Regions from separate parts of the Mus musculus genome. Here all the other regions are linked to region 3. Evidence: chromatin contacts called from public HiChIP or PLAC-seq data. All regions are on one chromosome and are shown on one strand. The core of a region is the stretch at or near the end of the contact, and the rest is flanking DNA. Distances in the headings are between cores, read along the strand shown. Region 1 holds the start of Rbm34 (RNA binding motif protein 34). Region 2 holds the start of A630001O12Rik (RIKEN cDNA A630001O12 gene). Region 3 has its middle 20 kb from the start of Gm39286. Region 4 overlaps Gm31718 (a long non-coding RNA gene). Region 5 overlaps Gm31718 (a long non-coding RNA gene).

The links. HiChIP or PLAC-seq counts read pairs in DNA pulled down with a chosen protein or histone mark.
Region 1: a contact with region 3 is called in an H3K4me3 HiChIP or PLAC-seq map of bone marrow-derived macrophages, with 9 times the contacts expected there. The contact joins the promoter of Rbm34 here to the enhancer-like site in region 3. A contact is called at or near these places in 12 of 39 promoter capture datasets (the 3T3-L1 cell line, the C10 cell line, HPC-7-derived erythroid cells and 7 more), 1 of 484 Hi-C or Micro-C datasets (the G1E-ER4 cell line), 6 of 115 datasets of contacts at active chromatin or transcription factors (bone marrow-derived macrophages, embryonic limb bud, embryonic stem cells and 2 more) and 4 of 9 other capture datasets (adipose tissue, embryonic stem cells, liver and 1 more).
Region 2: a FOXA1 HiChIP or PLAC-seq map of pancreatic cancer cells shows a contact between it and region 3. The contact joins the promoter of A630001O12Rik here to the enhancer-like site in region 3. A contact is called at or near these places in 1 of 15 datasets of contacts at CTCF or cohesin (pro-B cells), 7 of 484 Hi-C or Micro-C datasets (bone marrow-derived macrophages, cardiomyocytes, embryonic fibroblasts and 2 more), 19 of 115 datasets of contacts at active chromatin or transcription factors (the 230-238 cell line, CD8 T cells, the HPC-7 cell line and 13 more) and 1 of 9 other capture datasets (bone marrow-derived macrophages).
Region 4: a contact with region 3 is called in an H3K4me3 HiChIP or PLAC-seq map of bone marrow-derived macrophages, with 7 times the contacts expected there. The contact joins two enhancer-like sites. A contact is called at or near these places in 1 of 15 datasets of contacts at CTCF or cohesin (pro-B cells), 6 of 484 Hi-C or Micro-C datasets (the G1E-ER4 cell line, bone marrow-derived macrophages and embryonic stem cells) and 19 of 115 datasets of contacts at active chromatin or transcription factors (the 230-238 cell line, CD8 T cells, the HPC-7 cell line and 10 more).
Region 5: a contact with region 3 is called in a BATF HiChIP or PLAC-seq map of CD8 T cells, with 6 read pairs. The contact joins two enhancer-like sites. A contact is called at or near these places in 12 of 484 Hi-C or Micro-C datasets (the G1E-ER4 cell line, bone marrow-derived macrophages, centroblasts and 3 more), 17 of 115 datasets of contacts at active chromatin or transcription factors (the 230-238 cell line, CD4 T cells, CD8 T cells and 11 more) and 1 of 9 other capture datasets (embryonic stem cells).

Annotation. Positions count from the first base shown.
Region 1 is chr8:126,969,561-126,975,096 of GRCm38.p6, forward strand. Rbm34 (RNA binding motif protein 34) reads right to left here and starts at 1,489. Exons shown (of 11, transcript NM_172762.3): 1 at 1,430-1,489; 2 at 1,178-1,349; 3 at 423-568. The coding sequence starts at 1,479.
Region 2 is chr8:126,846,524-126,851,828 of GRCm38.p6, forward strand. A630001O12Rik (RIKEN cDNA A630001O12 gene) reads left to right here and starts at 2,497. Exons shown (of 2, transcript NR_151740.1): 1 at 2,497-2,707; 2 at 2,838-5,305. The region is part of intron 1 of Gm31718 (a long non-coding RNA gene); the gene reads right to left.
Region 3 is chr8:126,548,836-126,554,097 of GRCm38.p6, forward strand. No RefSeq gene overlaps it. Among named protein-coding and RNA genes, the nearest start is that of Gm39286, 20 kb to the right of the region's middle. Within about 2 kb of position 2,381, at least 122 of the 459 cell types and tissues checked have an H3K27ac peak or open chromatin away from gene starts, as enhancers often do. A contact at or near this core is called in CD8 T cells, the HPC-7 cell line, the NIH/3T3 cell line and 11 more, where this site is marked.
Region 4 is chr8:126,869,276-126,874,660 of GRCm38.p6, forward strand. All of the region lies in intron 1 of Gm31718 (a long non-coding RNA gene), which reads right to left. Among named protein-coding and RNA genes, the nearest start is that of A630001O12Rik, 23 kb to the left of the region's middle. Within about 2 kb of position 3,491, at least 42 of the 459 cell types and tissues checked have an H3K27ac peak or open chromatin away from gene starts, as enhancers often do. A contact at or near this core is called in acute myeloid leukemia, bone marrow-derived macrophages and fibro-adipogenic progenitors, where this site is marked.
Region 5 is chr8:126,892,846-126,898,343 of GRCm38.p6, forward strand. All of the region lies in intron 1 of Gm31718 (a long non-coding RNA gene), which reads right to left. Among named protein-coding and RNA genes, the nearest start is that of Gm31718, 13 kb to the right of the region's middle. Within about 2 kb of position 2,471, at least 67 of the 459 cell types and tissues checked have an H3K27ac peak or open chromatin away from gene starts, as enhancers often do. A contact at or near this core is called in CD8 T cells and fibro-adipogenic progenitors, where this site is marked.

The DNA.
Region 1 (5,536 bases), core at 239-2,738, 420 kb after region 3:
GAATGAGGAACACTCAATAGAAAAGTAGTGTATCTGTTTGGATACTAACTCAAATATTATGTAAAAGGAATTTTAAGTTAGTAAGGGAAATTTGGTTCCTATGAAAACCAAATTCACATTTGACAGACACACTAACTCAGAAATCCCAACTCAGAAAACAGAGAAGGGGTTAAAGTCCTAACAAGGCTGGCTCAGAATCAAGAAGCAGTGATGGACACAAAGACCTAAAAAGCTGATCTACCAGTATCTGTTCGCTTAGGATAAATGGCTTTCTTGTATCTTTTAACCCTGTATGAGACTTTGTATAATGTATTTTTTAAATTTCAGAATATGCAGTGAAAAAAATTAAGATGAACATTAAAAAAAAAAAAAAAAAAACTGCCTGAGGTATTTAATATAGCAAAAAGGAGATTTCTACCAACCTGTTTGCCAGTCTTTTGTCTGCATCAGAGAGTTTCTTCACTTTCACTTTTCTCGAAGGCTCTTGCAAAACTGGCTTTTTAGTTTGGGACACACTCTCTTCTTCATCATCATCATCATCATCAAGTTTTCTTTTTTTAGATGTTTCCTTTCAAAAGTTTGAAGTCATATTTAAAACCTCAAACTTTAAAAAAAAAAAAAATCCTGACCCTAAAGCTGTGTGTTGTGGCTTATATCTGTAATTCCAGTATTCAGGAATAGAGGCAGGAGGAACTGTGCCAGGCCAGCCAGAGCTACATAGCAAAGTCCCTCCGTCTCCAAGTCCCTGAGCAGTACTCCGATGTGCCTTTCTACATGGATACTTCTTCACGGGTTACGGAGAGAAGCAGAATATTCTTGCAGCACCAGCCATTCAGTGGAAAGGTGAGGCAGGAATATAGAATCTGGGTTACCGTGTATTCTAAGCGTGCGCAACTAGTGTGATCCTGTCTCAAAATAAAAAAGTCAAGTCGGACATGGTGGGAGCGACTCTGTAATCTCAGAACTCAAGGCTGGAGAAGGATCAGGAGTTTAGTTCATCCTCGGATACATAACTGAAATTTGAGGCTTACACGGTCTACAGGTGACCCTGCCAATCAAATAGGCTGAGGGTGAAGCGCTAGCCCTGCTCAAAGGACCAGACAGTCACTGCTGTCAGGAGAGTGACCCTCTACATCTCTCTCTACCGGGATACTCAGGGTGCAGCCCGGCGACTCACCTGGGGCACAGGCACAAATACAGGAGGAGCCGATGGCTCCGCGGTGCTGAAGAGAGCGGCCAGCCGCCCCGTCCCGCCTCCAGGAGGCCGCGGGCCGCCCCGCAAGCTGTCGGCGACCTGTCCCACCAGGTAGTCGCTGGCCGCACAGCTCACGCCGTCTCCAGAGCTCTGTCTGCAAACACAAGAGCACTCTTCAGCCACGCCGCGCCACTCACCGCCAACCCATCCACACCAACGCCCGCCGCCACTCACCTCCGCTCCGAGCCCTTCCTTCTCTTGCGTTCCTCCCCTCCCAGAGCCATGCTGAAAACTGAGCTTCCGGGATGGAAGTCCTAGGTCCGCGCTTCTGGGATCCGACTAGTCATGCGTTCCCTCTGGTTCCGGGTTCCGGCAGCCTCCGGGTTCCGACTACTTCCGTTCTAAGGCTGAGCTCTTCCGCTCAGGACCACACCCCCTCTCCCCATTCAGCCCGTGGCTGCGCAGGAGCCGCGCTATGCTTAATACTAATGGTTTTGCAGTCCGCAGGCGTCTCAGGGAAACCTAGGCTGAGGGAGTGCAGCAAGTCTCACGAGTAGCTGAGGCCTCGTGTTAGTACGAGGGTCAGCTAAAACCTGACATAGTGGCTTAGGTCTTTAATCCCAGAATTTGGGGCTCGAAGTAGCCGGATTACCTCGATTTCCAGGACCGGCTAAAACCACATGGCTCCAGCATAGCTACCTCGTCTCAAATAAAACAAGCCCCCCCGCCCCCCAGGCTTAGGGAAGGCTGTCGGCCACAGCTCATTAAGGAAGGAGGTTTCCAAGAGAAATGGGGCTACAGGGATGTGTCTTAGCAGTCGGGGAAGGGTACACCTTTCCCGAAGTTTGACGTTTCAAAGTCGGCAGAAAACAAGTATTTGGGATCACAGTTTAACTGGTCACATCCTTGTACTATTCCGTCTTCAAAGCCGCCCTGTCATTTATTTTTATATTTATTTATTATTATACATAAGTACATTGTAGCTGTCTTCAGACACACCAGAAGAGGGTGTCAGATCTCATTATGGATGGATGTGAGCCACCATGTGGTTCCTGGGATTTGAACTCAAGACCTTCTGAGGAAGAGCAGTCAGTGCTCTTATCCACTGAGCCATCTCACCAGCCCCCTCCCCACCTCCCGTCATTCTTTAAGTAAATTCATACTTAGATTTTTTTTTAATAGTGGCTTATATTTGTAATCCCTGTTCTCTAGGGCCTAGGTAGAGCTTGGCCATGATTTTGAGGCTATTCTGGGATATGCGGTCGTAGCCTCTTTTGCCTGCAGGAAGTCCAGCATGTTGGGATCTCCCCAGTTACCAAGATAGAGAGACACCCAAGTGAGCTTGCAGGCCAGATTTAAAGCACATTAGGGAATGCTGGGGTAGGTGACCTCTATGTTAATATGTTGGGTCTATCTCTAGGGATACTGACATTCCATTACTGGGATGTGGGGGCTGGAAACTTGCTGGGGAGGTCTGGGAACTGTTACTGAGGAACTCTGGAAACTGCTGCTGACCCATTGTGCTTGCTTCAGGCCAGGTGGCTGGGACATTCCATTACCTGGGCATGAAAGCTGGAGCCTGGGCTTTTTCCTGTTAGTAATTGACTTGTCTGGACTTGCCCAGTTTTTAGGCCTGGTCTCCTAAACTCCTATTTGAAGTCTGTCACGGAGTCAGCCTAGGCTTCTCATTCCTCCCTTTCAGTAATGGGCCAACTCTAACCCTTGAGAGGTTTCCGAGGCCCCTGCACTAGCAGCTCCAGCCAGCCCTATGTTAAGGAAGAGAACCTAGTAACACAGCAGAAATGGCCACATTTAACTTGATTGATTGGAGGTGCTAGCTGGTTGAAGACATAAAAATCCTCAGTCGTATTTACAACCAGGCCATAAATGCATGGAGTGAGTCTCCAGGTATAAGCCCTCCAATCATTCTCTGGGGGCAGCCTGTATCCTGCATCAGTAGGGGTTACAGTATGGTTGCAGAGGTGGAAATAGACACTTCAATGAAGTGAAGATTACCTAAGACTTGAGACCAAAGAAGTGTTGCAAAACTAGCTATGCAAACCACCACCACCCTCGTCATCATCCCTGTAAACATTATGTGTCCTCCCATAGGTCTTGCCTCAGCAAAACACCTTGTGAGTCTGTCTTAGCAAAACTCTACAGGAGTCTGAATCAGCTGACATGCCCAGAAACTTTTTTTTTTGGCGGGAGGGGGTTGAGACAGGGTTTCTCTGTGTAGCCCTGGCTGTCCTGGAACTCACTCTGTAGACCAGGCTGGCCTTGGGAAAATGGAGTTACCTGTAAAGCTGACAAGGACCACAACAGTTTTTTGTTTTTTATTTTTTGTTTTGTTTTTTTAAGGGGAGGAGAGGGTAAGGGAAGGGAAGGAAAAGGCAAAAGGAGAGGAGAAAGAAGAGGGAAAGGTGTAAGAGTTTTCACAACAAAGAGATGGGAGGGAATGCCACAATCACAGCACACAGCAGACCTCTCTGGTGGGGTGGGGGCAAAAAAGTTGCCTCTGAGCTGGGATGTGAGAAAGAGAGAGAGAGAGAGAGAGAGAGAGAGAGAGAGAGAATGAATGAATCAGGCCACAATAGTGTGGGCTTTATAGCAAACTACAGAACATGCACGCATGCTCATAGTGGTGGAACCCTGTTGCTTTAGTGACACGTGTCACCTCAGCCCTTAGTGGCAGGTATTGCATTGGCTTTAATGTTGGCTTCAGAGTCACGTTGGCTTTAGTGAAATGTGTCACCTGGGCCTTTAATGATGACTACTGAAGGTAGAGTGGGGGATGGGAAGCACTGTTTCTGGAATGGGGATGGGTTTTCGTTCACTAAAGGAGGAGAAAAGGAAGGGGGGAAGGGGTGAGGATGGAAGGAGGAAAAAGAGAAGAAAGGGTGGGAGGGGATATGTCCAAGAGCACAAGAACAGTTTTCTCCTGTGAGTGTATGTGTGCATCTGTGTGTGTGTGTGTGTGTGTGTGTGTGTGTGTGTGTGTCTGTGGTTTTGTAAAGCCCAACCAACTCCATTTTTGAGAAGAACCTCCTGACCAGGGCCTAAACTCCAGTTCCAGGAGGAAAACCACAAAGTCCACTTGAGCAAACATCCTATGGCAATTCCCCCAACCCCAGCTACAGCCAGTCAGGCTACGACAGCAGGGTCAAGGTACACATAGATAACCTAAGACATCCTGAAGAGAATAGATAACCTAGCTATCCTGTTTGTCAGGTGGTTTTGCCCCCATTTTCAGTTCCTACGAATTACGTCAGAAATGCAGATTTTAAAATATTAACTTGCTGACCCGTATGGAAATTTCCCAAGCTCGCTGTAACCACAATACATACCCCGCACCCCTAGACTTGAGGCTCTTACCTCTGACGCCCTGCAACTGGGAGAGGAGAGTCCTTGCTTTTGAGCTCGTAATAAAGACCTTTGTATGTTTGCATCAGAATTAGCTCCTTGGGGGTCTTTGGGGTCCCTGCAACTTGGGCGTGACAGCTTCTGTCTTTCATTCATTCCTGTGTTGTTTGTCTTGGTTTTGTTGTTTTTGTTTGTATTTGTTGGTTTGTGGGAAAGGGTGGAACTTGTATCTGTAGCTGGTTTGGAACTCAAAATGTAGCAGACTAACATTAAACTCAAAGATCCACCAGCCTCTGCCTCCTGAGAGCAATATTTCTCAACATTATTTTATCTGTATTTTTCATAAAGACTTTTTCCACAAGAAGAGCATTCTGGTGAATGTATTCAAGGAGATGCTAACATTAAGTAGACTGTAGTGTTCTTCCTTCAGTGAATATTTGTGAGCTAGCTTTCAATGACCTTCACAGTCCAATCAAAAGAGACAAATAAATGAAAAGTTAAGTAACCTGAATTATGCAGCTCACACTCGCCATTAGCCATTAACTGAGTGCCATTAAAGAATGACTACATGGCGCTGGCAAGATGGCTCAGCAGGTAAAGCCACTTGCCACTTCCTTTTAAAACCGTGTGTGTGTGTGTGTGTGTGTGTGTGTGTGTGTGTGTACTTATTTTATGTGCATTGGTGTTTTGCCTGCATGTGTATCTATGTGAAGGCAACGTGTCAGAACTTTCAGAGCTGGAGTTACAGACAATGGCTGAGCTGCCCTGTGGGTGCTGGGAATTGAACCCAGGCCCTCTGAAAGGGCAGCCAGGACCCTTAACCACTGAGCCATCTTCACACCTCCAATGTGATTTTTCTTTTTAAAAAAGATTTATTTATTTATTATTTATATGAGTACACTGCAGCTGTCTTTTTTTGTTTTTTTTTGTTTGTTTGTTTTTGGTTTTTTTGAGACAGGGTTTCTCCGTGTAGCCCTG
Region 2 (5,305 bases), core at 1,247-3,746, 300 kb after region 3:
TTGTATCTGTGTGTGTGTGTGTGTGTGTGTGTGTGTGTGTATGGATATGTTTTCGGTTAGTGTGGTGTGGTGTGGTGTGGTGTGGTGTGGTGTGGTGTGGGTAGGTCTGTGTATGTGTGTATATGTGTGGTGTGTGTATGATGTGTCTGTCTATGTCTGTACTATATGTGTGTGTATGAATGTATGTGTATGAGTGTGTGTATGGATGTGTTTGTAGTTAATGTGGTGTGGTGTGGTGTGTATGTGTGTGTGTGTGTTTGCATGTGTGTGGTATGTGCATGTGTCTATCTGTATATATTTGTATCTGTATGTGTGTGTGTGAAGTGTGTATATACTTGTGTGTATATATTTGTGTATGTGTGTGTGTATGTGTGTATATGTGTGTGAGAGTGGTTGGTATGGTGTGGGTGTGTCTCTGTGTGTACATATGTGTGATGTGTGCATGTGTATGTCTCTGTGTGTGTATGTGTGTGTGTGTGTATCTGTGTGTGTACATAAGTGTAGGTTCCCAAAAAAGTGTCAGACCCTCCAAAGCTGAAGTTACAGGCTACTGTGAGCAACCTGTCATTGGTGCTGAGAACTGAACTTGGATCCTCTGCAAGAGGCTTCATTGCCCTTAGCTGCCAAGCCATGTTTGCAACCCGACCTGCTCAGCCTCTTCTCACAAAGCAGCAGATGGATTTCGTGAGGTCTCCCTGCAACAAGCTTTTACCTCGATCTCCTTCTAAGACCCAGTGAGGCCACACCATGAGGTCAGAGCTCTCACCCTCACAAAAGGAAAGTAGGAAGACAAATTCTCAGTCAAGGGCAATCGAGACAAAAGGAGCGGCAGCAAGGAGAGAAATGACAGCTAGAGAAGGAGTCAATCAATGACAAGCTGGATGGGTCAGTCCTGAAAGGCTCAGAGCTGCCTCCAGGGCAGAGAGCTCAGCAAACAGCACACAGAAGCTGGGTATAGCAGTGCACACTTGTGATCTCAGCACTGAGCTGAAGGTCAGCCAGCCTTGGCTACTTAGTGTGTTTGAGGCCAGCCTGAGCTATGTGAGCTCTTGTTCACATACCCCAATAAAGACACACACACACACACACACACACCATGGCTTCCCTGCTGCTCAAAGCCACAGAGCAGAACCGAAATCTCCCACAAGCCTCATGGCAGGTACCCATGTAGGCCGAGCTGCCAGCCACAGGCCACACGCAGCTGCTGTGGTTGACAGCACAGCTCCATCCCTGGCATGTTGTCACCTCCTGAAACAAGAGTGAAAGTCACCGCATCCTCAGCTCCATCCTTGAAGCAGCCTCTGAACCACGCCCCCAAACTGTGGCCCCTCGTGCAGAAGGCCCATGAGGGAACAGAAAGTCTGATGCCTGTCAGTCACTCCAGCACCCAGGTGCAGCTCTTCAAGCTACAGATAACCGTGTGACATCACCCAGCTGTTATTATCAGCACTGTGAGTGTTTACTTCATCTTCAAAGAGAGTTCCAGACTGGTATCTAGTGACTAAGTGGAGGTCAGAGATCCTCTGACATCAGTCATGCCCAGAAGGGACAAGCCCAGTTGCCAGCTCTCGGTGACCATGTGCAAACTTTGAGCTCCTTCCTGCCCAGTGCCTCTCCCAGGCTCCATACATGCCCTGGCCATGAGGCTGTCCCTGATGGCTGCCAGTCACATAGACACGTGGGTGTCACCTTCTATTGTTTTCCAGAGCATTCTCTCTGGAGTCCAAACATTGCCACATTGCCACTGTTGACACCACCTCTTAGAGAGCCTGCCCTTTATGACCCAACACAAGACACAAAAGGCATCAGACTGGTATTTCCTTTACCCCATAGGGATTTTTTATGGGGTTTTTATTTGGTTTCGTTTTTGGTGTGCTTCTGAGAATTGTCCTTTTGTTCTTCCGTTTGGTTGCAAAGAGCACTCTCCAAGGAATTCTGCTCAAAAAAAAAAAAAAAAAAAAAAAATCACACAGCTTTTTACCTGAAGCTTGTATCTCCAGAAGGAGACCTTCACCCACCACCACATCCTCCCAGGAAATAACAGCTTAAAGGACAGATGAACCCGCCATGGGGCCCTACTCCTCGCTGCTAGGCTCTGGGTAAGGTGAGCAGGGGCAGAAAGGCTGCATCTTCATGCTGGGACTCAGGAAGAGCCTCATTGTCTGTCTTAGGCAAGGACCTGCTCATCACACAGCCCAGATGTGAGCAGTTATTAGATCAACACTCCCCATACCACCACCATGGAGGAACCACTGACATTTACCTGGCCCTAGCAAAGGCCACCAAGGCCATGTCTGGGACTTTGAACTTTCAGTCACTCCCTAGTGAGGCCGTGCGTAGTATCGAAAGCCACCATCTTTTACGTTGTCTACCGAGGTAGAGGAAGTTTCTCAAAGACAAGCGATTGGAATCAGAGTTCAGAGGAAGCTGGCGTGAGAGCAAGGGGAGCCCCTGGCCTGCCTATCGCTGTACCAGAAGCTCCAACTGCCTCAACTCACAGCATTCTTACTTGCAGCTACATAGCCCCACCAACATTGCTAGGCTGAGCAGGACCAACCGACCATCTGCCTGGTCATGCAATGTGCAAGAAAAAATAAGAAGAATGTGCTGGAAGGTCAGAGCGCTAACCATCTAAGGCGATGATGGGTAGGCGCCAAGGCCCAGGGACATAGAAGTGTTCTGTAAAGGAGTCCCAAGTCTCCATTGGGTGAGTAATCTCATCTCTGAGCACAAGGAATGCTCTTAGAACAGGTTGTACCTGACCCGCCACAGTCAGCTCTGCACTGTCCGTGGAAATTCCTGGTATGACCATCCTAACCATGTGTTCGTCTTCCTAGTACTGCATCACCAACCTAAGGATTGACTGAAGCCCAGGGAGATGACCTCACTACCCATCACCAGAAGAGACTCTCAAACCCAGCTGCCCCTTCAGAGCTGACTCCTGGCATAAGGATGCCCTGATCTGGGCACAGCCCCAGAAACCTATCCCTGGACTCTGTCCGTTGACCACAGGAAGAGCTCCAGTTGAGTCAAAGGGGAGTCTGGCTAGTGGTAGGGCTGCAGGATCCAGCTTAATCCCCTTACTCATCTAAAAGGTCACTGAAGGGGCAGCGGCCTTAAGGGGCAGATCATCAGTGTTGACTACAAGTTCAAAGAATCCACAGAAAGCCACACAGTGCCCCCTGGCTCCAACCTCAGAAATGGAGCCGACCCTGACTCAGAGAGGAAACAAAGGCTGACTCACTCACCCTCCACTTCCTCCTTTTGCCCAGCTCAGCCAAGACCAGCACTGGCTTCCAGCGACAGACAGGTGACCACTACTTGCAAACCTGCAAGGGGGAGCACAGGCTCACTCTGCCAAGGACCACCAGACCTCGATTTACTACTGCCCTCACCCTCTGTATCTTCCACACAGTGCATGGCTGGTAATGGCGCTGTCCTGTCTTGTCCTGCCTTGACCTTGGCTGTGTTATTCTTCACTTCCCTGTTCAGCGCACAGCCACACTTTCCAAACATCATGAATCATCAGTACAGAGCAACGGCCACTTAGTAAAGCAGGAAACCACTGCACGCCAGGCCTGGACAGAGCAGTTCCCTGCTCTGGCCTCTCCTGTCCCCTGATCACTGTGACACAAAGCCACAGTGGAGGTCCCAGGGACTATTGCACCACTGGGTATTCAACCCCTACACCATCAGCCCTTATACTGGGCAGGATCTTCCTAGCTGAGCCTTCCCTGCCTGAGCTGGCTAAAGTGAAGCTGGTATCTTCCAGTCTCAGAGGGAGGGAAAGAGGTCAGGTCATTCAAAACCCTGGCTGTTAGAAAGACTGTATCCGGTAGACAGCAGAGCCATCAAACAGACATGGGGCTTCCTCTTGCAGCCTTGCAGTTATGAACAAAGGTTGCCTCTGTCATCAAAGCCCCTGCAGACTAGACCCCCTCTGAATAACATGCAGCAAGTTCCCAAAGAATGGACACCAATGAAGCCCATACATCAATCAACAACAGGGACTGATGAAATGGCTTAGTGTTAACAAACTTGGGGATCCAAGTTCTAATCCCCAGAGCCCACATAAGAAGTAAGTGAAGCACAGCTCCCGGTTCTGGGGAGACACACTGGGAGAGTCTGTGCTTGCTGACATCTGCTCTCTCCAATCTGTGAGCTCAAGTGCAGTGAGAGACCCTGTCTCAAAAGGTAAGGTGGAGAGGTGACTGAAGACACCACCCATGTGGAGCCATGTCTTCCCTGTATGTATGCACACATAATCATGTTAAAAAATGAAGACAGCATGAACATGAAGTTTCTCTGACAGGTCATGTCTATCCAAGATGACCTCTTGTGCTCTCTGTCCCATGGTCTAGACTTTGATTATTTTTCTGAGTTCCATGGAGGAATCACACATGGCTACATTCTCTTAAGGAGCCTCCATTCGGTGACAGCTGGATGGATCAGGACAGATGACCAGGGTCAAGGGTAGAGACAGGCATGGCAGACCTTCCTCCTCAAATACCAAATATCCAATATAGTAATCAAATCCCAGATCGCAGACATTATGGAATTAACTAAATTAGCCGCTGCAGACCATGGTTCTGGATAGCCAAACAGATCCAAGTGTCTTAAAAATATATAAATCACAATGTTCTAGCCCTTCACATCCGGAAACACATTTTAGACCCTTGGAGATAATAGAAGTATCGCCTGAAAACAAAACAAAACAACCTGTTTCTAGAGCTGGAGAAAGAGTTCAGTGGCTAAGAGTACTGGCTGCTCATAGAAGACCCAAATCTGGTTCTCAAGACCTACAGAGAGGCTCACAAGCATCTACAACCCCGGTTCCACGGAGTCTTCTTCTCACCTCCACAGGTGCCCAGCATGCACATGGTGCACATACACATATGTAGACAAAAAACTCATACACATAAGCTAAAAATAAATTTTTTAAAAATCCTGATATCTCATCAGACATCTGGGAGAACCAAGGTCCAGATGACTTCCCGAAGGTCACACAAGGTAAAGCAGAGCCAAGAGAGCTCACAGCCTCTGGCTGGTAACTTAAGGTTGTTTTTATTTATCATAACTGTCATTGCAGTGGGTGAATAATCTAGGAGCCAAATCAGATGTCCTTCACACCCTCTGAAGCTACTCTTAGGATGAGCCAGAATGTTCTGCATCAACCCACGCATGTGAGAGGATCTACCAAGTTACCTGATATCAGGTATAGTTACCTGATACCTTAGTCAGAAGGTCATCAACTTCTTCAACAGAAGTTATGCATTTAGGTGCCACCATATTTTCAAAGGAGTCC
Region 3 (5,262 bases), core at 1,131-3,630:
CCCACACATTGGAACCTTAGTTAGGAGGAAGTCTGCCTCTCATATTTTCATAACAGTGTAAGCTTGTCCCTGATTGCTGCCTGCTGGAGGGGACAGGCATCTTGCTGGACTCGCATGCTCTATAGTCTTGACTTTGGTGCCTAGCCTGGGGCAAACTGACCACAGCTAAGCTGCTGCCCCACACTTTGGCCTGACATGAACCAAAGCCAGTCTCATGAGCTTGTTTCCTGATGTTACTGCTCAAAGAAAGAACAAGAGGATGACAGAAAAGAAGCTGTGTTATCTTGAGGCCTTGTGACCCTGCTTGAGGTCTGCTGGAGCTTCACATTTTCGGAGACAGCTCAGCTCCCCTCCTGGACTGCTTCAGGGAACTGCATGCTTGAAAGCTCCCTTTGGGGTTCAGAGAAATAGAAGTCAAAGGTGCATCACACCCCAGCTGTCGGCCCCATTTAGAAAGTCCCAGTCCCGTTTAAATATGTATTTATAAAGTTTTTTTGAGACAGTGCCTTGAGTTTCCCAGGCTGGTCTTAAACTTTTGAGTCTCCTGCCTCAGCTTCCTGAGTCTTGGGGATCGTAGGTCTGTGCTACCTGGCCCAGCTCATAATTAGTAGATGTATGAAAGATACCAGATTATATCTTTAAAATCCTAAATTGAGCTAAAGAATATATAAATGCATTGATAATTTCCCAATGATTAATACTGAATTCCCTCTGTATGGAGACTCTTGTGCACTGTTTAAAAGCATTCACCTGGGCTGGTGAGATGGCTCAGTGGCTAAGAACACCCGACTGCTTTTCCAAAGGTCTGGAGTTCAAATCCCAGCAACCACATGGTGGCTCACAACCATCTGTAACAAGATCTAACGCCCTCTTCTGGAGTGTCTGAAGACAGCTACAGTGTACTTACATATAATAAATAAATCTTAAAAAAAAAAAAAAAGCATTCACCTGTCAGAAAAAAAAAAAAAAAAGCCCTTAGCCAATGAGCTGTGGCCGGAAATGGGAGGTGGGAGTTCCAGGAGAGAGGAGGGTAGAGAATTATGGGACAGAGTCAGAGGCAAGAGATTCATTCTCTTAGACAGAGAGGAAGACAATGAACCTGCAGAGTAGTAGGTAACCAGTAGAAGAACATAGAATAAACTGGATTATTGAGATATGAGCTGGTCATGGGGCAGAGCCGAGGCTATGGCTAATCATTTATTAATAAATAATTAGTCTCAGAGTTGTTATTTCTGGGAACAAAGCAGTCAGGAGGCAAAGCCCAGCATAACAAATGGCACCCCACACTGGTCACTATGTGTAACTCAGAGCTTCCTCCCCTCCGCCACCACCACCTTGCTCCCCATAATAATGACTCTGGGACTTCTTTTACATGAATAAATTCCTAGGCCAATATAACCCTGGCTCTGTTTCCTATGTGTGTGTGTGTTCACACTTGCATAGAAACCAGAGACTGATGCTGTGCATCTCTTCACAGCTTTCCACCTTCTTCTTCTTCTTCTTCTTCTTCTTCTTCTTCTTCTTCTTCTTCTTCTTCTTCTTCTTCTTCTTCTTCTTCTTTGTCCTCCTCCTCCTCCTCCTCCTCCTCCTCCTCCTCTTCTTCCTCTTCTTCTTCCTCTTCTTCTTCTTCTTCTTCTTATTATTATTATTATTATTACAACTATTGTTATTGACATTATTATTATATATTTTGGGGATAGGGTCTCTCACTGAATCTGGAGCTCATAATTCAGCTGGACAGGCTGGTCAGTTAGCCCCAATGATCTCCTATTTCCATCTTCCCAGAGCTGGGCTTATAGGACGTACTGCCTCATGGGGTCCTAAATATATCACCTCAGTCCTTATGCTAGCACTTTACCAACTTAACTGTCCTCCCAGCCCCTAAAAAGAGCTGTCTTGTCCTCCCAACTCCAGATCAGGAAAGTAGGGCTCAAAAATCCAGCCCCTAAAACCTTCACTGTCTCCATGACAATGGGTTGAGCAGGGACCACCCAGCCGCTATGTGGTCAGAGTCTTAATGTGCAACGCAGACTCTCAACAGCAGCAAGTCAAACTCCGTGGACACAAATGTTCCACTTTAACCATGTTGAGGCCCTGCAACGACCCCATTCAAGGTCTAGTAGGTAAAAATAGATCTGTAGTTCTGCCCTCTTTCCTTGAGGGCTGAGGTGAGGGAAGGGATGGGGCTGAAAATGAATAAAACAGTTTCAATCCTCTGAGGATTGTGCAAGGTGTAAGGGTGAGTGTGGCATGTTCCGGCTAGGCTGGCAGAACTCCCGCTCTGACTCAGAAACAGAGAATTCACTCTAGTTTCCTTCTCTGGCTGCCTCGTTGATCAGCCACAGGGCAGGATGCATGCTGAGGCATTGAAATTTGGGTGACATGTCACACTGGGGGAAAGGCGGCCACTCATATGCTGAGTCATGGCTCTGGTACAGGCACTGAATGACACACACTCCAAAAAAAAAAAAAAAAAGACACAGAGCTGTCTGCCAGATTGGGGCTGGAGCCACGGGAGAACTGGGTGTCCGGGTGACTTGACACTCCCTGGAGATTTGGAAATCTCTCCGTGTGCAAAAGGAGAATGGAGACCTAACCTCAGACCCAGTCGTAATAAGAATCAACCCTGATTTGATTGATTACACCTGTAACCCCAGCACTAGGAAGGTGGAGGCAGGAGGATCGGAAATTCAAGTTATTTCCCAGTGTGAGGCTAGCCTGAGCTACGTGAGATCTTGTCTCAGTGAAATAAAAGAAAAATATAGCAATAAGTGTAAAGCGTTCCTGAGGCTAGCGGGATGACTCTGCTGTGTAAACTCGAGGGCTAGAGTTCAACCTCTGGAACGCACAGTTCAAGGAGAGCTGACCTCCACAGGCACACATCGTAAATGCATACACATATGCTAATAAATCACTTAAAAAACAGGTTAGTAAACTGTAAAAACATCAGCAGAGACCTTGGCGGAATCCCGGGACTATATGCTTCTGATTTCTCCTTCAGCAGTTGCCCTTGATGATGTCTGTAAGTTATTCCTTGAAAAAAGATGAGCTGTCAATCACCAGGCTGGTGACCCGCGCCCTTGGGCATGTGAAAAGTCAAGTGGAGATGACACAGTCACCCTATCACCCTGCTTATTCTATTGACACATTGGCAAAGTCCCCTCAACACCGCCTTCCTCCCAGGCTAACTGGTCGACCCCAGCAACAAGGTATCACCCTTTGTTGTCCAGTGAAATAGGACCAGTGATTGGCACTTTTGCAATAACAGAACAGAGGGGCCCTTGATCAGTGTCCATGTCTCCAGCACCAGTGTCCTGCCTCACCTTTCAGCTCCCAGAGCTTGGCTGCCTTAAGCTCTGTGGAGTTAGGGAGAATCTGGGGATGGGCAGTGAGAGTTATTGACCTGCTTCATGATCTATACACTGATGGAAGCAATGCCAGGCACAGCAAGCTCCTGTAACTGTAGTGCTGTGCTTATAATTTTATCCCAAGGTGGCCTTCACACTAACTTACTCATGTATGCTACAGGAATCTTTTATAAGTGAGGATTCCGGATATGGTGTGGTGTGTGTGTGTGTGTGTGTGTGTGTGTGTGTGTGTTCATGAACTGGGTGTGAACGTGAGTTCACCTGTGAGTGTGTGTTCATGCCTGTAAGTGAGCAGACCAGAGGACTGGTGCTGGCTTTTGTTCCTCCTCAAGTACTACTTACCAGACATTTTTGTTGTTGTTGTTTTGGTTTTGTGATTTTTTTTTTTCCCCACACTGTATTCCCGGCAGGTCCAGAACTCACTATGTAGACCAGGCTTGCCGTGAATTCACAGAGATCTGCTTGCCTCTGCTTCCCTAGTGTTAGGGTTAAGGGTGTGTGCCACCATGCCTAGCCACCATTGCATTTTGAGACAGTGTCTTTCACTAGAACCCAGGTCTCCCCAATAGTCTGGCAGCCCAGGAAGTCCCAAGGATCGGTCCGTTTCTGTTTCCCAGTGCTGGAATTACATGTGCACCTTGCTACAACCAAGTTTTTCACGTGGTTCTGAGAATCGAATCCATGATCTCAAGCTCACAAGGCAAACATTTACTGACTGAGCCTCTTCCCCAGTCATGTTTTGTGGTTCTCTGGCAGAATTGCCCTTTGCCTTCTACTGGGTTTGTGAATTAAAGGGCCCTAGCCCATACTCATCTGACCCTTTGCAATGGTTGAAGAGAACAGTCCATTAGAACTCCTCCTGGGTGAAGGCACTTCCCCCATGGAGTTGCTTAGCAGGGTCTTCTACCCTTTGCAATGGTTGAAGAGAACAGTCCATTAGAACTCCTCCTGGGTGACAGGCACTTCCCCCACGGAGTTGCTTAGCAGGGTCTTCTAGGACTGTGTTCCCATCAAGCACATGGGGCCTCTCTGCAGTGGAGGAGGGTGGGATCTGCAGGTGAATAGAGACAAAAACTAGAAAGAAGCCGTGGAAGGTGGGGATAGGTGTGTGTGTGTGTGTGTGTGTGTGTGTGTGTGTGTGTGATATTTGGCTCTTGGGAATCCTAGTCCCAGTACAAAGGTCCGATTAGATTCTTTGTTTCCACTTTGACTAAGTGGCCATCCCAGTACTTCCAGAGATGAGGACACACACACACACACACACACACAATCCTGAAATGAAGTTATACCACTTGGGTTCGAAGTTCTTTCCCCAAGAGCCATAAACCATCTAAGGAAAAACACAGTGTGACTCTCTTTTGCATGGGAAACCCTTTGCCGCAGAGGTGAGATGACATTGGTTAAAACACAGAGCAACGGCTCACAGCTGTGAAGCCCAGATGCATACATTTCTTGAACCCAAGGCTCAAAAAGTATCTCAGAGGAGGAGACAGAAAGATTTTAAGATGCAGAGAAGGACCTACCGGGAAGTCTGCTGTGAGATCCTGTCTCCTAGAAAAAGACAGTCAAGTTCCATTTGCAACATTGTAACAATCTGGCTGCTGAGACCTGGGCAGTAATAACATCAATAGACATGCTAATATGGAAGGGGAAGTCTCACTGGGTTCTGTCCCTAAACAAAGAACTACAGGCAGCTAATGATCCGTTGTGGAGAAAATTAATCTTCCCCAGGGATGAGTCCTTTAATCGGTTATACAATACCCAGTGGTCAGCCCTGAAATCATGTACATACAAGCAATAGTAAATGGACTCAGCAGGTTGCATTTATATATTTATGCATATATTGCAAAAATAATTATTAGACAAAAGGAGGCCTTGTACTGGAGGAATAAGG
Region 4 (5,385 bases), core at 2,241-4,740, 320 kb after region 3:
CACTAAGGATCAAGTGGAACGCACCATGCAGAAAACACAAGAGCTAGTTCCCTTCTGTGGAAGCAACAACAAATCACTCCTTTTTGGTGAAGGAGTTAAAGGCTCCTTTCTGGACCTCTCTGAATTGGAGCCAGACTGCGAGTGGCTAAAACAGATAAAATTTAATAGAGGTAACATCTCCAGCACCTGCCTGTAATCTCAACATTCACTCAGACAGGGGGATTGCATAAATGAGACCAGCGTAGGTTACACAGTGAGACCCTGGAAAAGAATACATAAGGAGTCACATGTTAGTTAATAGCATGTGATTTTGAGCCTGATATCTTCTGCTTGTGCCCTCCTGGAATGCTGCCCTGGGCCACTAGAAGGAAGCTGGACAGGAAACTGGTTGGACTGTGGAGAAGTGGGTGCCCTCAACCTTCCTGCCAACACCACTTTCCAACACAAATAGATCTGTCACCCAAAATCTCCACCTCAACACAGCCCCAAGTGAACACAGAGAGAACAAGATGGTAGCTAGAGTCTGAGCCTGAGACCCACAGGAAAAAGCCTCTTCCAGGCTAGGGTGCTGCTCAGTCCTCCCTAGCACTGCAGATAGATAGATAGATAGATAGATAGATAGATAGATAGATAGATAGATAGATATTTAGAGAGGTAGAGAGATAGATAATAGATAGAGAGATAGAGAAAGAGAGAGAGACAGAGAGATAGAGATATAGATGATAGTGATAGTGAGACAGAGAGACAGAAATAGAGTGAGACAGAGACAGATAGAGAGACAGACAAACAGATAGATGATAGATGGATGGATGGATGGATGGATGGATGGATGGATGGATAGATGATAGAAAATAGAAAGATGATAGATAGATGATAGAAGATTAATTGATTGATTGAGTGAGTGATAGGCAGATAGACATATAGATAGATGATGATGGATTGATAGGTAGGTAGGTAGATGATAGATAGATAGATAGATAGATAGATAGATAGATAGATAGATGATAGAAGATTAATTGATTGATTGAGTGAGTGATAGGCAGATAGACAGATAGATAGATGATGATAGATTGATAGGTAGGTAGGTAGATGATAGATAGATAGATAGATAGATAGATAGATAGATAGATAGATAGTGATGGAGAGATAGTGAGATATTCACTCCCTTTAAGCAATTGAGCTTCCCCCTAGCCGCACACACCGAGTAGTTCAGCTATTTAAAACTAAGCTTGAATGAGAATGGCTGGGGCAAGCTGGGAGAGCAGCAGTCCATCAATGAAAGAAGCAGTGTGTCCCAGCCTGGACTGCTCCCTCTCCTCTCCCTGTTCCACCTTTGTAGTCGTCGCAAATCCTGCCCTTTACCAGGGCTGCAGCACACTCTCCACAGTGTCTCTCTCTAACCATCTTCTCTGCTCTTTCTCTAACCCACTGCCTTTCCCCTTGACAGAGCCGGAAGGATTTGTTTTCAGATACTTCCCGAAGTTTACTCTCTGACTCGCATTCGCAAAGTAAGGAATTAGAATATAAGATATAAAAGCCAAGAGAGAAAAAAGAAACAGGAAAAGTCGGGGTGCAGAAGACCACAGGGGATGAGGTGTTCCAAGAAGGTCCTGGGGACAGCAGCTGTGAGTGCGTAGGTGGTAGAGCCTCTCCTGGAGTACCCCAGGAGCATGTGGAGGCCCATAAGCTGAGACATGATAAGCAAGGGGGCACATAGATTAAAATGAACTATGAGGGACATCGAGGGTAGGGAGAAATGTGGCAGAAACACAGAGCCCTTTATAAACCTATGTGAGGAAATGTGTGTTGCCTAGGACTATAGAGCCATTGAGATTTATGAGCAGCATCACAGGGTCTGATGCAAGTCTTTTAAAGTACCATGTTAGCTAACATGTTGAATATAGACTGGAGAATATTCTGGGATGGCACCTATAGCAATATATATCATCTCCAATAAGGAAATAAAGAATATATGTCATGGGGAATAGCAAAAAAAAAAAAACTTCATAGATACCCACTCCATAAATAGCAGGCAGGGGCAGATAAGAGGGCTGTAGAGGTGTTTGGCATCAAACCCTTATGACCTGAGTTCAATCCCCAGCAACCACATGGTGAAAGGAGAGAACCAATTCCCCCAAATAATTCTCTGACCTCCACATACAACATGGCAGGCGCACTTGCACATCCAAACAAAGGAATAAATGTAAATAATTAAAAGAAAGGTCTCTTACATTTTAAACCTTTAAACATGAGGTCAGGCAAGGTGGTGCACACTTGTAGTCTCAGCACTTGCCAATCAGAAGCAGAAGAATGCCAAGTCTAAACACAGCCTGACTACCTAACAAGGCACGACTTCACAACTCCAAGGGCTGGTCAGCGCTTGGGAGACAGAGGCAGGTGGATCTATGAGACCTCAAGGCCAGCCTGGTCTGCAGAACTAGTTCCAGGACAGCCAGGGCTATATAGTATAACCCTGTCTTAAAACAGACAGAAACAAACAGATCTAAGGGCGGGCTGGGGAGCTCCGGGTGTAGTTCAGTGGTGGCAAGTTTGGTTTTCCTGAGTGAGACTCCGATGAGGGGCAAGGGAGAGATCATAAATGGTCGTTAGGAAAACTCAGAAGCCGATGTAGAGAATTCAAGACAGTATTAAGAGTAAAAGGATGAAGCCATCCAGAAATAAGGACTGGGTTTTAAAAACAGAGCAAATCCAGAAGATCCAGACTTAAGATCAGCAGCGAGGATAAATGGGAACGCAACACCGCAAATGGCAGGAAGTAAGAGAACTGAAGGGGATCGGGGAGAAAGGGCCAAAAACAAATGATGGGCAGATGGGAGCCAAGAGTCCCCCCTCCCCCGAAACTGAAAACTGAAGCAAAGAGCAGAACAAAGTTAAAATCAAGCCACTCAGGAAAACCTTTCTGGAGAAATGTCACAAATGTACGAAAGTGCAGGCAGAAAGTAAAAATAAACACGCTGGAATGGTTTCTGGTAAAAATTTTTAGATTTCAGAGGAAAGTACGAAGCCGCCTGCATATGCAACGATGTTTGTAGGACAGATCTGGGCTAGAAATTTATAATTAGAAAAGATCCGGGGAGGCAGAAACAGGTGGATCCCTGGGAGACGGGCCAGCCCAGACTGGCCTACTTGATGGGTTCTGGGACAGTGAGAGACCCTATCTCAAAACACAAGGTGGATGGCTGAAAACTGACACATGAGGTTGACCTCTAACCTCCACATACGCCCCCAAACATATGTACATGTACATGCATATACACACACACACACATGAAGAATTCAGACGGGACATAGCAAGGAGGGCTGATATCTGTCACATATCTGGGCCTCAGCCGGGAAGTCTCAAAAGCTGGGGTAACTCCATAGCTGAGGTTTGGAGTCAACTAGATGCCTGACCTCTCAGGCATCTGGAGCCAGGACTCAGCTGACTCAGAGACCCAGCCTGCTGACCAGAGGCCTCACGTGTCTTCTCCATGTGGCTCAGCTTCCTCCCAGCACGGCCACCACACAGTGGTCAAACTTCCCTAGTGACAGAGACCAGAAGCATAGGACACAAAACTCAAAACAGAAGCCATATAGCCTCATGAGGCCCCCTGTTTCAGATATCACATAATGTCACAGTCCCCTTACTTACTGGTCAAAGTCATCTCCCATGCATGAGAAGGAGGGACAGAGACCTCATCTATTAGTGAGAGAAGAAGCAGAGCTTTGAGGGTATGTCCTGTAAATCACCAGGGACATATTCCCAGGGTTGTGGTGTTCTTGCATGTCCTGCCTGATACAGTATTGCTTACCTCCTTCATGGCACACTGCTGGTCTGTGAATGTCATGCACTCACAGCCTCCCGCTTCCCTGTAGGGGTCTCGGGGTTCTCAGTTGCTGGGGTGGACATGGAGTCTTTAGTGGGTATGATAATGGCTACTCTCTATTGCCAAATTGATGGGAGTTTTGAATTGCTTCTGAGTGTGCCTTTGAGGGCATTTCCAGAGAGGCTTCACTCAGAAGGGAAGACCCACCCTGAATGAGGGGTGGTCACCATCCCATGGGACAGGACCCCAGATGAATAAAAACAGGAAGGAGACGGAAAGCTGAGCCACAGTATTCTCTCTCTGACTCCAGACTGTGGGTGCCGAGTGAAGAGCTCCCTTCGTCACACTGTGTCCTGCCCACCACGAAGAACTGCACCTTCAAAATAGCCCTGCCAGTTGGTCTTGTCAGGTGTTTTGCCACAGCAACGGGAAAAGTAGCCAAGACAGTTTCTAAACCTGTCAGCGACCCTTCTACCGTGATGGATGGCCCACCCCTGTCTTGCAGCCTGGTTCCTGTTAAATCCCCATAGCTCTTGTCAGGACTCTTAAAAGGAACAAATGTATATTTCTGAATATTGAAAAACACAAAGGCACAAATGTTGAGTTATTAAACAAGTTCACAGTAGCTTCCTCCTCACAATGCTGCTTGATTGAAAATAATTGGGCAAAGAAAATGAATTCCAGACCAAACTGAGTAGTTGTTTTCCTATACAGAAAGAAATTTTTCTCCTCCCACCATCAAAACCCCTAAAAATGCCACTAAGACCGTTAACTAATACCCACTTGGGACAGGAATCATATGACTTTAATCTACAGACTCACACCTTTGGCCTGAGCTGGCTAGACACAGAGGGTGACAAGCTCCTAAGGACTGATAGTCCAACTCTAGAGGTTCTACGGGTCACTGACAACAAGAATTTCTCTTGGATCAACCCTGAGACTGGGCATGAAATTATACGAGAGAGAGAGAGAGAGAGAGAGAGAGAGAGAGAGAGAGAGAAGAAAAGAAAGAAAAAGAAACATAGAGGCAAACCCACATCCCAGAGGGAGGCCAAACCAAGCTAATCAAAGCAAAAGAAAGTCCAGACCCAAACCCAGATCCCACCCACAGGCTCAAATGTGATTCTGGCTGTCTGAAAGCAGTTCTCAGACAGAACCTCAGGCGATGAATCAGTTTCCTCAGACACTGAGGGGGGATAAAGCCACTGCTGCGGAGCCGGAGTGCTGGTCGAGGAGAAGCTGTGAGAATCCAGCAGAGTGGGGTGGGAGTAGGGGGTGGTGCACACAGTGAGAAAAGCCACGGTGAATCCCCAGTCTAGACAGTGAGCCCAGAATGCCCAGGGAAAAGAAGCAAAGGATAAGAATGAAAAGAACAGGTTCAGAGGAGCCAGCTGGATGCACCTCCAAAATGTGGGTGGGGGGAGGGTGGGACACGCAAGACAGCTGTGCAGTCAAAGTTGCTTAAAGTCACAGAGAAGGGGCTGGGGAGGTGGGTGGGCATCCAAAGTGCTGTCCTTGCAAGCATGGGGACTTGAGTTAGACACCCAAGAACACACAT
Region 5 (5,498 bases), core at 1,221-3,720, 340 kb after region 3:
TCACAGAGCGGGAGGCTGCCACCCATAGTGGCAGAAGCTCCCCAAAATCTCAATACATCTTCAACAACCAGGAAGCCATGGGAGAGGCTGGAGCCAGAAGCCGAGCCAGGCAATAAACAGAACCCTCAGAGAGCATCTGTCTGCATCCTACTTCCTCCAGCTGAGCATCATCTCAGAAGTTTCCTCAATCTTATAGCTCTATGAGGCAGAAAAGCTCAATATCACATATGGCAAAGTGACCAACCTAGGTCATTACAGAAAGGAAGTAATACATTGGGATGTGTGTACAAGGTGTGTGTATGTGTGTATGTGACAGAGTCCCACCCTATAGCCCAGCATAGCCTCAAACTCATTTAACTGGCCTTGAACTCACAGCAAACCTCCTGCCTCAGTGTCTCAGGTATTACAGTTTTAGAAAAAACCCACCACACTCAGCCTTGTTCTTTGGGGAAGATGGAAAGTAAGTGTGTGTGTGTGTTCATTGTTTTTGTAAGGGTACCAGTGTGGAAGCCAGAGACTGGATCAGGTGTCTTCCTTAGTCAATCATTCTCCATCTTTTGTTTTGAGACAGCATCTGGCACTGACCCTGGAGCTCACTAAGCTGGCTGTCCAGCAAGCCTCAGAGATCTTCCTGTCTCTTCCTCCCTAGCAGTCGTATTATAGGCATGCACTGCCACTCAGTGCTGGTGTTACAGGCATGCACTACCATGCTGTCTTTCTGCATGTTCTCTGAGGGAATCTAAACCTGTGTTCTCACACTTTTGCAGCAAGCACTTTGCCCTCTGGACCGTCTACCCAGCACCATAACCTTCTCACTCTAACTTAATCCAAGTCACAGAAGGCCAATTGAGGAGGTGATAGTTAGGCTCAAGGTGAAATAATTATAATTCTGCAATGACTTTTAGTTATAGCTGTGTACATGGTAGTGATATTTAAAAATTCCTTTTAAAAATTAGAAATAGATGGTATTTAAATAAGAACGTGCCTTTAAGACCCAAGTGTTAAGAAAACAATGATCACTCTTGGCAGTATTCTTTCCTTTCCTTGGGGATCCTAAAATGAGGTGCCACTCAAGCAACAGTACTCTAATGTCCCAGTAGACACCTCAGAGACTATAAGCATGAATATAAGTTGCAGCTCTCAAGGTACCTGTAAGTCTGTAAGCAGATGGACAGTGTGTTCGGGGTTGAACACAAGCACACAGGAGTAGAAAAAGACAATAAGGTTAATCTTGAAGGACTTACTAAGAAGGAAACTGCAGAATCCCATGGGAAAGAAACAGCAGTTAGAAAGATATAGGCACACAGAGCTGTGTAGCTTGCCAACATGGCCTTCAAGTTGCTGGGTTGTGGGACCCTGGGAAGGTGGAGCTGGACACATGGATTTGCTCCATGATGAGTGTGTGTGTGTGTATGTGTGTGTGTGTGTGTGTGTGTGTGTGTGAATTTATCCTGATGGCATTTGGTCAAGTGCTGATGTATTTTCTCAATCAATAGCTTAAGTTTCACCCCAAACACTTAGGGTAGTGAACCTGGACAAGCACTGCCGTCTTCCCTCCTTAAAGTGCCAGCTCCCCATGTTCAACGATGATAATAAGGTCTACTCTGGGGACCACTAAAGAGCCTAGGACAGACAACTTTTTCCTTTTTCTAAAGGAGTGTGTGTGTGTTCATGTATATGGGTTATTTGCCTACACACACACACACACACACACACACACACACAATTATGTGTATGTCTGATGCCCTTGGAAGCCAGAGGAGCATTTAGTCCCCTAGAACTTGAGTTAAAGACAGTTGTGAGCTGCCATGTGGGTACTTAGCATCAAACTCGGGTCCTCTGGGAGAGCAGCAATTGCTCTTCATTGCTAAGCCATCTCTGCAGCTCTCAGAAAACATTTTCTGAAAAGATAGTAAAGATTTTAGATTTGACAGGCCACACTGTTTCTCTAGTTCCTACTCAACTCTCAGTACAACACAAAAGCAGCCATTGACAACCCACAAACAAGCTCTAGAAAAACTTTAAATATAAAGACAGCTGGCTTCAGGCCAGCTATGGCAGGTGGGTAAGAGTATACCTATCTCTGTTTCAGATAAAAAGAAAAGCTGCCCTCCCCTGTTCCTGCTTTTAGCACCTTCTTCCTCTGCACACAGACACATCCCTTCTTCTCACTCCATTGAAAGCTCTCTGGTAATATCAGAGCTTCCCCTTCATCTGAGCTCCAGAGGACTAAGAAGAATACAGAGAATTTGCCAGGCAGAGTGAAAACACCCTTGCTCGAGAGCCAAGTATTTTAGCAATCAATCAGCCAGTCAGAGAGATGTCTCCGTGAGCACATGGTGATGCTGTCCTAGAGCACATGGGAGATGGCTCCTCACCAAGAGCGTGTGGGTGAGTGAGAAACCCCCCTCTTCCCTGCTGCCTGGGTCCCAGTCTCAGCTGTGTGTAATCCTTGAGAGTCACATTTTCCATTTGCCAATCTGAGTGATGAGGAAATTCTGCTAAGTGGCAGCATCTGTGTGTGCACCAGCAGCAAGCATCTGAGCCAGGAATTCTAGGAGATCTCTGGAAGGAAGCTGTGCACGTGAGGACGAGCCTCGAGTCAGCCTAGCTGTAGAGGAGGGGTAACCCACATGGCGATAGGAAGTGGGTGAGATGGGACAGGAAGGGAGACCCTGAAACAGAAATGGAGGAGACAGTTGTGTGAAGACTTTTGGTATTTTTGCTATTGTTACGAGAAAGGGATGATCCGGCCTGTGGTGAGATCAAAAGAGGTAAAAGGTCAGAGTTGGCAGGGGCTGAACCTGGAGCTCTGAATCAGTGGGCTGGCTGTTGCCACTGGTTGATTCCACCAGACAAAGTAGCAGTGATTTCGACTGAGGACCCTGGCATGGCTGATAGAACTGGTATCATCAAGTCTCAAGGGCTTAGCTGGTTGTTCTTGAAAATGCCAGATGGACTAGAGAGAGATGGATCAGTGGCTAAGAGGGCTTGCTGCTTTTCCAAGGACAAAGTTTGATTTCTATGCACTGGGAGGCTCACAGCCACCTGTTATGCCACCTCCATAAGTTCCAAAGACCTCTTCTGGGCTCTTCTGGAAATTCACAAACATGACATACATGTGAAAACTACACACACAAACACACACTCACCCACACATGGTGCACACATACACACATACAGATAGACACACACGGCATATACACATGTACACAAAAACACTCACACACATACGGCATATATACATACTCACATTCATACATATGGAATACACATACATTCATACACGTGGCATATGTCTGTGGCATATGTCCACGGCATACATACATTCAAACACATGGCACACACACGTTCACACACACACGTGCATGCACACACACAAAGATAAATCTTTTTAAAAGAATGTCAGGAACTAATCCAGACACATGTTGCCTGTAATCACAACACTCAACATTTGACATGCTGGACCAAGAGGATCTCCAGTTGAAGACCAGCCTGCCTACATGGCAAGAGCGTATACATTCATCATGTTGATGTGATAAGAGGCAACACTTGGAAGATGTGCCACACTTGGAAGAGGCAACTTAAGGGAAGATTTTACTTTGGCTCACAGGTTCAGGGCGTACGGTCTATGATTGTCAGGAAGGCATGTGGTGGGGGAAGCTCCATCTGTGGCGGTGGCAGCTTGTGCCATGGTTTGTTCACATCTTAGAGGATCGAGAAGCAGACAGACCCACCTGGAACCAGAGGTGGAAATCACCTTGGAGGCCTGCCTCCAATGATGACACTTGTACTAGTTAAATCACAACACCAAAGGTTTCACAATAACTCAGACTATCACCACCAGCTGGGGACCAATACCTAACACATGAGCTTTTGGGGTCACCACATTCATGCACAAAATACACAAAATGAGGCTGAAACTAGAAATTATAAAGTTATGTTTGAAGGCCCCTGATTTGTTTTGGCTAGATAAAACCTTTTAAAACATTTTGAGATTATAATTATATCTCTCCCTTCCCTTTCTTCCCTCCAATCCTTCCCATACACCCTCCCCCACTCTCCTTTGAATTCATGCTCCCTTTTTTATTAACTGTCATTACATGCAGCTATGTGTATTATATACATACATATTTCTAAACATAACCTGTCTAATCTGTATCATGTTGCCTGTAGGTATGTTTTTCAGGGCTGACTGTTGGACACTGGACAACCAATCTATGGCTTCTTCCCTGTGAAGACCTCTCCATTCCAGCTCTCCTTGGTTGACTTTAGTTCTTTGTGTAGGGTTGAGACCCCAAGAGCTTTTCCCCAACCAGCCTGTCACATTCACTAGTGTCCTCCTCGTTCAGCTCATGTCTATGCAGTCATGTTGATGAGACTCTATGGGTGTAGATGCTGACATTCCTGGAGACACAGTCCCACCGCAAACTCCCTGATCCTCTGGCTCTTACAGACTTTGTGACCCGTCTTCTGCAATGTTCCCTGAACCTTAGGTGCAGGAGTTGCTTTGTAGATGTATCTACTTGGACTGGTGGGTTCCCCTGATCTGCATTTTGATTGGCTATAGACTTTATAATTAAAATTGTGCCAGTCAAAAAAACAAAAAAACAAACAAACAAACCATAGCTGGCCAAATTCTATCTAGTGTTGTCAGAGCTGCCAATTTCAGGAAAGGTTTCTGAGCTGCTGGGCAAAGCCCACTCCAGGGTCCTACTCTGCTGATGAAGCCTCCTACAGTATTTGGTCTGTTTCAACTTCTCCTGCAAATATGGCTGCCAGTCAAATAGAGTGTTCAGCCAAGATTTGAACTTCAGCCAATAAATACTTTCTCAATATAAATGTATTAAATAATTTTATTAAGTAAATGTATTCTCATGATCACACATGATTTTACCCTTACCCTCCAAAAATTGTTTAGTTTTGTGTGATATTCAAATTTACCTAAGCACCTTGCATTTTTAGTATTATTACTGTTACTGGGGAGAGTGCATGCCGTAGCACACATGTGGAGACAGGAAGACAAGTTTGTGGTGTTGAATCTCTCCATTCACCATTATGTGGGTTCCAGAGATCCATCTCTAGTCACCAGACTTGCACAGCAACACTTTCTTCACTGAGGGAATCCAGCTCTTAGACACCTCACAGCTTCATCTTGCTTTTTATTGCTTGGATCCAGTGTTCCTCTATAGCCCCACCACCCACCAGGCTCCTCTGAAGGCATCAGCAACACAGGCTTATTCCCTGACAGAGAAATAAAGAAGGCAGCTCACATCTCCGAACACCCACCAGACATGTTCAACCTTTTGACATTACAACATGATGTTTTCATCTACAAAGCTAAATTCAAGAACAACCCAAGCAGGTTGGGCAGACATCTCAGGTTAAATAAAGTTCTTCCCATGCAAGGGTGAAGACTTGAATTCAGGTCCCCCATAGCCCGCACAAAAGCCGGGTGCCATGGTGTGCGTCCAGTAATCCCAGCATGCTTATAGCAA